Regions from separate parts of the Zea mays genome. Here region 2 is linked to region 1. The links are chromatin contacts, called in public Hi-C maps. All regions are on one chromosome and are shown on one strand. Each heading gives the region's core, a stretch centred on a gene start, on an enhancer-like site or on the middle of the called end of the contact. The rest is flanking DNA. Distances are from core to core; before and after follow the strand shown.

Region 1 (4,919 bases), core at 2,112-4,611:
ATCGGTTTTGGGTCACCAACGGGTTTTACTCATTATACGCTTTTAAACAATAATTCAACTATAAACAATAAAGTACCAACAATAATTGAGTTATATCTACAAATTTTAAGCCTTCTCGCATCGAGCATCAACACAAGATTTCATGAACCATCAGTCAAGTTACTTACTCAAAATAATTACTATTGTATTTTAATCATTTTTGCGCAAAACAAAGAATGAATCAATTTTCGAGTCGGCATCGGGTCACCCACAGATTGAAATAGAAACTCGGACGCACACGCGTGAAACTTTGGATCGAATGTAGGTTGCACCCATGGGTCAAAATCTTCACTCATACCCGTACCCGTCGGATTTTAGGTTAAATTGTCATTGTCCCTACTTTGACTTCTAACTGCATATTTACCCCTCATTTCTAAGTTTTCATCGTTGCCCCATTTTTTCTAAATGAAGATTACATCTGCCCCTGTTCCGTTAGTACTCCTTATCGATCTTAAATCCATAGCAAAAAGACAAATCTACCCTTGCATCATTGTCCCTATTTTATCATATCAGTTGCGACAGTGCCTCTACTTTCGTAACCAAATTTTAATATAATTCTAGATAACAATATCGTTGAATTAAAAATTTTCAATTTGAACAAATTAAATATATTATCATTTTAATAGATTTGACAATTGTTGTAGAAATTTGATAATAATTTGACATTATTCCAAAAAATCAAATTTGGACAGCTATATAACTCTAGTTTCAACTAATTGACACGGTGATACAGTGCATTTCAGCATATATTTTTCCAGGATAATAATCAAAACATCAATTACAAATAATAAGAGTATAATCCAACAAAATTATTAAAATCTAACAAACACTACCGGAACAGACTGCTTTATCGAGTGTTTCAGGCACTCGACAATGCTGAAAAGCACTCGGCGAACTATTTGTCGAGTGTGCTTCTCGACAAAGAAGTCTCGGCGAACTGTACATCGGCAACGACTTCTTTGCCGAGTACTTTTTGCCGGGAAATCGACAAAGTCTTTGCCGAGTGCCACCAAGTACTCGGCAAAGAAAAGTCACCGTCATGGCACCAAGTGACGGTCAAGGAGACTTTGCCGAGTGTCCGTCCCTAACACTCGGCAAAGGCTCCCTCTTTGTCGAGTGTCTGCTGGATTAGCGCTCGACAAAGAAGGCCCCTGTGGCTCCCTTTGCCAGTCTCTTTGTCGAGTGCTCCAAGAGGCACTCGGCAAAGGCTCCCTTTTGTCGAGTGTCTGCTGGACTAGCTCTCCGCAAAGAGAGCACCAGTGGACACCTTTGTCAGTCTCGTTGTCGAGTGCATTAGAAGGCACTCGATAAAGGTTGCTTCTTTTCTAAGTGGCTCGGCCACAGCACTCGGTAAAGAAGCTTTACTGGTCCCAGGTGTGTCTTCTTTGCCGAGTGCTATGGTCGTGGCACTTGGCAAAGTGACCAGAATACCCATTTTATTTGTTTTTGTTATTCCATCCAAACAAACAGAACATATATCACATAATCATCACATATACATCACAGAATTCACAGAATCATGAAGCCTTGAAGATCTTATACAAAGTGTCCCCTGTGCATGACATTGTATCTCTATTTATAGTGTTGTAAAAATTACAATCATGCACTCAGTCCTATGCACACAAACTACAAGATATTTTAAGGGTATAAAAGTTTTTTCCATCATTAGACATGTTGTCCAAGCCTCTAAGATCTTATCGCTTCCTCTTACTGATCCTTCGTTGCGTGTCCAAAACACGGAACTGAAGCTTCTCAGCTTCGTTTTCATGCTTGCACTGCTCGAGTATTATTTCCGATCGAAGGTGTACATGGTCAACCCTTCATTATACCTGAAATAGAATTGGAAAAAAAATTGACAAATTAATGACTTGAGAACCTTCGATCAAAGAGAACCCCCCAACAGTCGTTGTCGTGTGCTACGCCTGCTCCTCTAGCCTAGACTCTCCTCTCTAACACTCTCTACATCATTATATGTGCTATACCCTGGGCGACAGTGGCGGAGCTCCATAAAATTGATGCCCCGGGCCACTCTATAAAAGATTATTTTAAAGAACACTTGCTTTGTATGCTCACTGCTAGGAAGGGGCGAACGATGTGGTGCGAATCAATGGAGGTCGCAGACCGCTGACCGCAGGGAGGTCGTCGTTGCCGGATCCGGATCCGTGCAGTGGAGCATGGAGGTGGAGGCATAGACTGGAGGCCGTAGTGCGGAGGCGCCGCCACTGGCACCTAGGTCTAGGAGGGAAGAGACATGGACTGGAGGTAGAGGCAGGGCATGAGGGATTGGGCCAATGGGGGAGTCGGGAGACCACCACGCGCCAGAACGAATCGGGAGTGGAAGGGGATATTGTGCATGTGGACTAGATTATTTGGGCTAAAATTATCCTAGATATAAGAAGATTTTTGGGTTGCGTCTCGAGCCACGGCCCAGGTGGCCTGGGGCCCAAATCCACCCCTACTGGTCGATGGTCCAAGTGGCCTAGTGGCCAGTGCCCAAATCAGCTCCTGTCCAAGTGAACATGTTGGTGTGTGTTTTTCTAAAAATTAGTTAAACTTAGAAAATTTTGACTAAGAACGATTGTAGACGGGCAAGAAAATGTAGTTATAATGCATTTGAGTTCACTAAAACTGAATGATTCATATCTCCTTTTTTTCTCAAAATAAAAAACACGAATATTTCTTATTGATCATTAAAATTTCAAATATAACTCCACACAAATACAATCGTCGATGGTACAGCGAAAGAATTTGAAACGACAAACTTATTCGCTAATATTGCAAGAGGCCGACATGCTCGTAAATAGAATCGCGAGATGGAGCACACAAGGGATCCCAAGCTTAGTTGGGGCAAGTGAAGTCCTCTGGGCAAATCCTGCCGCAGTTGTTGAGGATGAGGTTGAGGCTAAGGGGCACGTTGAGGTGGATGCCGAGGACGTTGGCCTTGATGGCGGTGCAGAGGCACAATGCGGCGTCGAGGTCCACCAGACCCTCCAGCAACGGGCAGCATTGCTCGTACTGGGGTAGGCCGACCTTGACGAGGCCTAGCACGTTGGCGCACACCTTGAGCTTGAGCGCGTCGATCGGGCAGCGCCCGTGGCTGTGCGACGACGGAGTCGGCACGACTGGCGGCGTTGGGACGACTGGGCCAGAACAGTTGGGTTCGCAGCCATGCGCGGTGGCAGCAAACAGGAGGCTCAGGGCAAGGAAGAGCGCAACCTTGGGAGCCATTGGTGGTGATGGACTGTTACTACTACGGTTTGAGCAGCTAGCACAGTGAGTGCAGGAAGTGGTGCTTCAGTGCTGCGCTGCGTGCTCTTTGGGATGGTTTTCACAGGGTGTTTGGCATGGTTTTTATAGCTGATGGATGGTGTGGAGGGAGATGCTTTCGTGCTTTATTATTGGCGGCATTCGCACATGAATGCTCCAATGCATGTAATGCATGTGTGTGTGATTCGATCGATCTGGTCATTGCATGGTTATATCTGAACACGCCAGTTGTTAGCGGGAGATATGCCAATTTTATACCATGTGGAAATATAGAAGCAAGTTGAGCAATCATGCTAAATTCACATAGCAAGAGCTATAGCTAGCTCGTGACGGGTCAGGATCACTCCTGCCATCTGGTCAGTTACCAGCTTATATACTACTGCTTAACATAGTTTACTTATTTGCTTTACCGGTGTCATACGAGTAGAGGACGTTCTCTAGTCTATACCATCCTAATGTGTTTGGTCAGCTGGGGACAGTTGGGACAGCCATGTCCCTCGGTGTCCCCTCTTGTCTGTTCAATTTTAACGGACACACGTAGATAGTATCTGGATGGTTATGTTCCAACCTCTAATTTCGAACCAAACAACCTTGTTTAAAGCATCATTCTATCTCATTTCGTCTCGTTATTGCAACCAAACACGCCAGTATATATAAATAAAAAAAGAGGTACCATGCACTAATTATAGCTTACCAGGTAGAAACATATTACTCCCACATTTAATTCCACAATATTGTTCATTTTAGCTCCTCGTTTTTGTGTCGATATTCAAATGGATATCCAAATGGACGACAATTACTCTAGACACATATATAATAACACATATCAAATATTGTATGAATCCGCTATGGTGCCCTAAAACAAAATCCTATTTTGAGATGGAGGGAATATATCGTAGACACGGAATTTTGGTAAATCTCGGGTTTAATTTTAAAAAGTATGTTATTGACCTGTAAAACGTTGGCTAGGAAACGCTGTTCTTTCACATGTTTCGATGTTCACTGAATGATTGTATGATTAACAACTTAAACCATCTCACCAAGATTGCTGAGCGCGGGAGAACACCGACGTGCGTGCATATGTTGGGCTGGGAGTTCTCCGCTGAAATCATGAACCGGGTCGGCAGTCGCATGCATGCATGTATGTATGGGCAGTCTACTCCAGCTGGGTTGCATGTGACGATATATTCTCGTAATATCCACCCGTGACGTCTAGTCGTCGTTGATCGCGAAGCAACCTTGCATGCTTCGTGTGCTTGATATTCTGCAGTTCGCTGCCTGTGTTTGCTAGCGAACGCTACAGCAAATAACCAGGAATTCCTTGTAAGTTTAGATATTTTTATTTAGTCAAAGAATTAATCGATTTTTCTTGCTAGCGGTCATTGCTAGCTTGAGAGTCATCTCTCTCAAGAAATATTTCCTGGGTGGTTTTTCTAATTTTCTTGATGATTTTGGTTCCTCAAGGAATTTTTTATGATCTGATGCAGTGGACGGTGTAGTGGAAGTACAATAATTCGGTGGTTAACACGTCGTGATGCTGTGGACGATAAGCATAGTTCGTTCGTCGCCCTGTGCTGCTGCTTCTTCTTTTTTCTTTTTTACTATTTGCTAAT
Region 2 (4,626 bases), core at 290-2,789, 140 kb after region 1:
AAATTTTGAAATTCCATAGAAAAATTGGGTCGGCAAACTAGTCCTGAAGGAAAAAAAAAAAGGTCAGGCAGGGACGGACCAGGCAGACTCAACACCCATCACCATTATTTGACCGACTGAAGTCCGGTGGAGCCTGCGATTGTGGTGGATGGGACATGTCTTGCCCAAATTGTTGTCCTTGACAATGCATATGACAGTTACTGGGCTCATTCCGTGATGAACGAAAGCAAAGCTCCTATGGAGCTATTTGCTCAGGTACACCTGATTATCTCTTATTGTTGTATCAGATAAATAGTTGTTACTGCTCCATATTTTAGGCGGTCTGTCTCGCTTGCCTGATGAACTTTGCCCGGCAGCCTTCCCTGATCACATGAAACTCTGGCATCCAACGAGTGCTTGATCGGCGTCGTCCACGGCCCAGGCCCACAGCTGCCTCTCGGGCTGTCGTGCTCTCGCGCTGGGCAGACGGAGGACAGGGAAGCCCACGCCCACACGAGAGCATCGCATATAAAACGCTAGTGATGGTCATTATATGAAAACGAACGACCACGTCAATATCTCACAAATTCTCTGCCAAAAACCAATACAATATTACCTTCCCAATTTCACATTAGTTGTTCAGTCTCCGTCTCACTATTTAGACTATGTTTAAAACGTCTAAAGCTAATAGTTAGCCAGCTAATAAATTATTAGCTAGGTTAAGCCATCTAATAAATTAATTGTTAGCTGTGAGTTAGCTAACAATTAGTTCTGGTATTAGTTGATGGTGTTTGGAACACAGCAACTATTTTTTTAGTAGCTAATTATTATTTTTAGAGGTTCCAATCAGGGCCTTAGTTTCAGATTATTTTTTAATAAAAAGTTTCAGATTATTTCTTTTGATCAGATTAATTCACTTGTGGTAATGGATCGTGATCCAATTGTTTCTTCATAATTTATTCTAGCCATTCGTTAACTTTTAGTTCAAAATTGAATAGAAATAGAGCCCGTAGCCAAAAAATCTCGTGACAAAGTACAGATCATCATACACTTGTCTCTCTTCTATTCAATTTTGTAATCTCGCTGGTGTAATTATGTAATATTTTTGTACTCTCTCGCTGTGCTTTTTGGCCCATGTTTGTCTCTCTTCTTTATCAATACAAACAAGTACAATCTCGTGCCCAACTGCCTCAACTGAATCTGGTGCAATTGCCTCAACTGAATCTGGTGCTGGTCTTTACTGAAAGTACGAAACGATGGCTGTTTTGCAATTGCCCCTTCAATAACAACTGCTCCAGTAATTAACTGCGCTGCACCCTGCACTACGAGCTAGAGACATAAAAAGAGAGGAACCTTCCCTCAGTAGTATATATGGAGCAGTAGAGATACAGTATCTTGTGCATGCAGATTACGCCATTGATCTGTCGTCTCTGTCTGCAATGAATATGGTAGGAGTATACTAGTAACCAAACGAACTGGAAGGGAGGCATTAATCCACCAACTGAAAACGTGATCAATCCAACTACCCCGCCGGCCGCGTCGGAGCCGAGGGAGAAGAAAGAAATCAGCTGATCGCTGACACGACGCGACTGATCGTCGTCACGATCTACTGACTGCCGTGCCGCCGCCGCTGCACTCGTGCCGTCGCCACAACGCACCCTTTTTGTTGGCTGCACGCATACGCACACGGCACATACACCCTTCTGTCTGTCCTGTGGCGCCATCCATCCGTTCGTTACAGGTGCGCCGGCCCGGTCTCTCCTCCTCCCAGCCGGCCGGCGGCCTCCGCTTCGCTCGCCCGTCCCTGGGTTCTCGGTTCCGCGGCACCACCGCGTGCCATGGGGCCTCCGCGGGGCTGGACACTGCCTGCCGCCGCCGTTGCCACGGCCGGCGTCGCCTCGGTGGTGGCCACCATCATCTTGTCCGCGGCGGCGGCCGATGTGGTCGAGGAGAGGCTGACGGTGCCCATGACGATCGTCGCTGGCGCAGCGTCGGCGGGGGCAGGCAAGCATGCAAATAAACTCCGTCGTCGTCGCTTGCTTCTTCTTCTTCCTCTTCCCATGGCGACTGACACTGACAGACTGAGCAGCGTACGTATGCCATTCGAGAGAGAGCGCCAGCGTCGTCTAACTTCTTTGTACCCCGCAGTGTGCCTCGACGGGAGCCCGCCGGCGTACCACCTGCACGGCGGCTCCGGCGCGGGCGCGCGGAGCTGGCTGCTCCAGTTCGAGGGCGGCGGCTGGTGCAACGACGTGCGGTCGTGCGCGGAGAGGGCCGGGACGCGCCGGGGATCGACGCGCCTCATGGCAAAGGCCGAGTCCTTCTCCGGCATCCTCAGCAACCGTCCGGCCATGAATCCAGGTATACGTAATTTAGATCGCTGATCGAGGCTCAGTATGCATGCCCTGCACTCCGAATCCCATCCCATGCATTCGTATCTTGGACGTGAGCTCAAACAAACTCTTGTGCAATTAATTCACTCGAGAAGCCAAGCCGTCGTCGGCGCCGGCAGCAAACAGCGTCCCCGTTCACTTCACGTTCCTGGTGGTACACAGCACAGGGCACACAGCCTACTTTTGCGAAAAGGTGACAGCAACATGCATGGCGGTCACAACACAACCGGGTAGGTAGCGCGAACAGTTTTGCTTTAATCTAGGTCCACGTAATTCAAGCTCACGGTCCTACAAAAATCATTTAGCCAACAGTGCTTTGTTTTGTTTCGTTTTGTTTTCCCAACGGACTACCGCATGGCGCATGCATGCCAGGCTGTGGGAGCGTATATATATGCTAGGCAAAGCTACATGGTAGTACATCTGCATTCTGCTTAAAGCTACATGGTACATGCCCTGCTGGTTTTTTACAGAAATTACGTGTTCTAATACATCTCTAAACCGCTGATCAGACTTTTACAACTGGAACCGTGTGAAGCTGCGTTACTGCGACGGCGGGTCCTTCATGGGCGATTCAGCAGTGTATATAAACAGCGTATGCTTACTGTTCGGTGCACTTGTACACATATTATTTGCCGCTCTGGATCGGAGCACTAGCTTACCGTTTGGCATTTGCCAATCTTGGCAGTCCTCGGTGCTCTACTTCAGTGGCCAGAGGATATGGGACGCTATTGTCGCCGATCTGCTCAGGAAGGGACTGGCGAGAGCCGACAAGGTTCCCCGTCAGTTTTCCTTGCAGCCTGTTACGCCCGTGCCACCCTTTGGCACTTTTCAGCATAGACATCATCAGTTGCTTCGATTTAGCCTGGGCTTCTGCTCTGCGTATTCCAGGTTCTGCTCTCAGGCTGTTCGGCAGGAGGCCTAGCTACGTTCTTCCACTGCGACGGCCTTAAGCAGCGGCTTGGAGCCGCAGCCACGGTGAAATGCCTGAGCGACGCCGGATTTTTCCTTGATCTGTAACATTTGGTCGCCGAGTTACCATTTTTTTTCTTCTTCTGCTTTTTTTCCGGCCAATGCTTGTGATTCTGATATCCCTTCTCTCTCTCTCCAGGAGTGACATTTCTGGGAGCAACACCATAAGGCAATTCTTTAGCAGCCTAGTATCCCTGCAGGTCTGTCACTGCTCTGTCTCTTGTCTGATCGAATGTGGGAACATCTGATAATAATGTTTCGGAACCATGGGCTTTCCTGTAGGGAATCCAGAAGAATTTGAACATGGACTGCCTGAGTTCAACTTCAACAGACAATGCATACCTGGTACATATATTCATCCTTGAGATTTTTAGTCCACCTTCAGGATACTAGCAGACGGGATTTCTTTTAGCGACGAGCGAGCCGGTGACCAGTTCTGATGATCCATGTCTGTGCAGTGTTTCTTTCCACAGTTCGCGCTTGCGAACATCCGAACCCCGTTTTTCATCTTGAATTCAGCTTATGATGTATACCAGGTAAACTGCGGCTTGTGATCGATCAGTATAGTTTTCGGCACCTGAACCTGGTGGTAAGTAATAATTCTGGTTTGGCAATTTTCGGACAGTTCCACCACATTCTGGTGCCGCCTTCGTCTGATCCTGGAGGCCATTGGAGCCGCTGCAAGTCGGATCCTGGTGGATGCAACGCAACACAGATCGCAACCCTCCAAGGTTAACTCTCTGTTAAGCAGATGGTTCAGATTCATGTTACGCTGGACAAATCATCTGCGATGCTCTAAACTGAATGAAGCTACTGGTTTCATGGCACGATTCAGATTTTGAACCTTTTTTTTATTTTTGTTTGTTTGGCAGGACTGAGAAGTGGAATGCTGACATCTCTGAGACAGTTTAAAAGCAAACCGGAGGCAGGGATGTTCATCAACTCCTGCTTCGCGCATTGCCAGAGTGAGCTGCAGGACACATGGTTCGCACCAAATTCTCCATCCATAGATAACAAGGTACACATATTTTTTTAGCACACGAGCTGTATTTTAGCCGTAGGTGGTGCTTTGGCTAACATTGTAGAGTTCCAGAAAATTGCAGAGGTGGTAGGTGATTGGTACTTCGAAAGAGGAGCTGCCGTGGAGATTGACTGCGCCTATCCCTGTGATTCAACTTGTCGCAACCTTATACCAATTGATAAGGTTAGTTGCTTTCGTGAAAAGAGGTTAACTGTTTTGGCAAAATAAATCTACTGGTTAGTAACACTTCAGCCAAAAAATGGA

The links. A called contact is a pair of places that touch in the nucleus more often than the background predicts.
Region 2: a contact with region 1 is called in a Hi-C map of tassel, with 2.7 times the contacts expected there. The contact joins the promoter of LOC100191660 here to the promoter of LOC542597 in region 1. A contact is called at or near these places in 4 of 25 Hi-C or Micro-C datasets (bundle sheath, ear, leaf and 1 more).

What each region holds. Positions count from the first base shown.
Region 1 is chr9:122,658,892-122,663,810 of Zm-B73-REFERENCE-NAM-5.0, forward strand. It overlaps LOC542597 (physical impedance induced protein 1), which reads right to left and starts at 3,362. Exons shown (of 1, transcript NM_001112132.2): 1 at 2,687-3,362. The coding sequence starts at 3,267. The coding sequence ends at 2,878.
Region 2 is chr9:122,797,650-122,802,275 of Zm-B73-REFERENCE-NAM-5.0, forward strand. LOC100191660 reads left to right here and starts at 1,540. Exons shown (of 12, transcript NM_001359669.1): 1 at 1,540-1,983; 2 at 2,128-2,340; 3 at 2,882-2,964; 4 at 3,058-3,144; 5 at 3,261-3,385; 6 at 3,481-3,541; 7 at 3,624-3,686; 8 at 3,800-3,877; 9 at 3,967-4,072; 10 at 4,214-4,359; 11 at 4,435-4,545. The coding sequence starts at 1,818.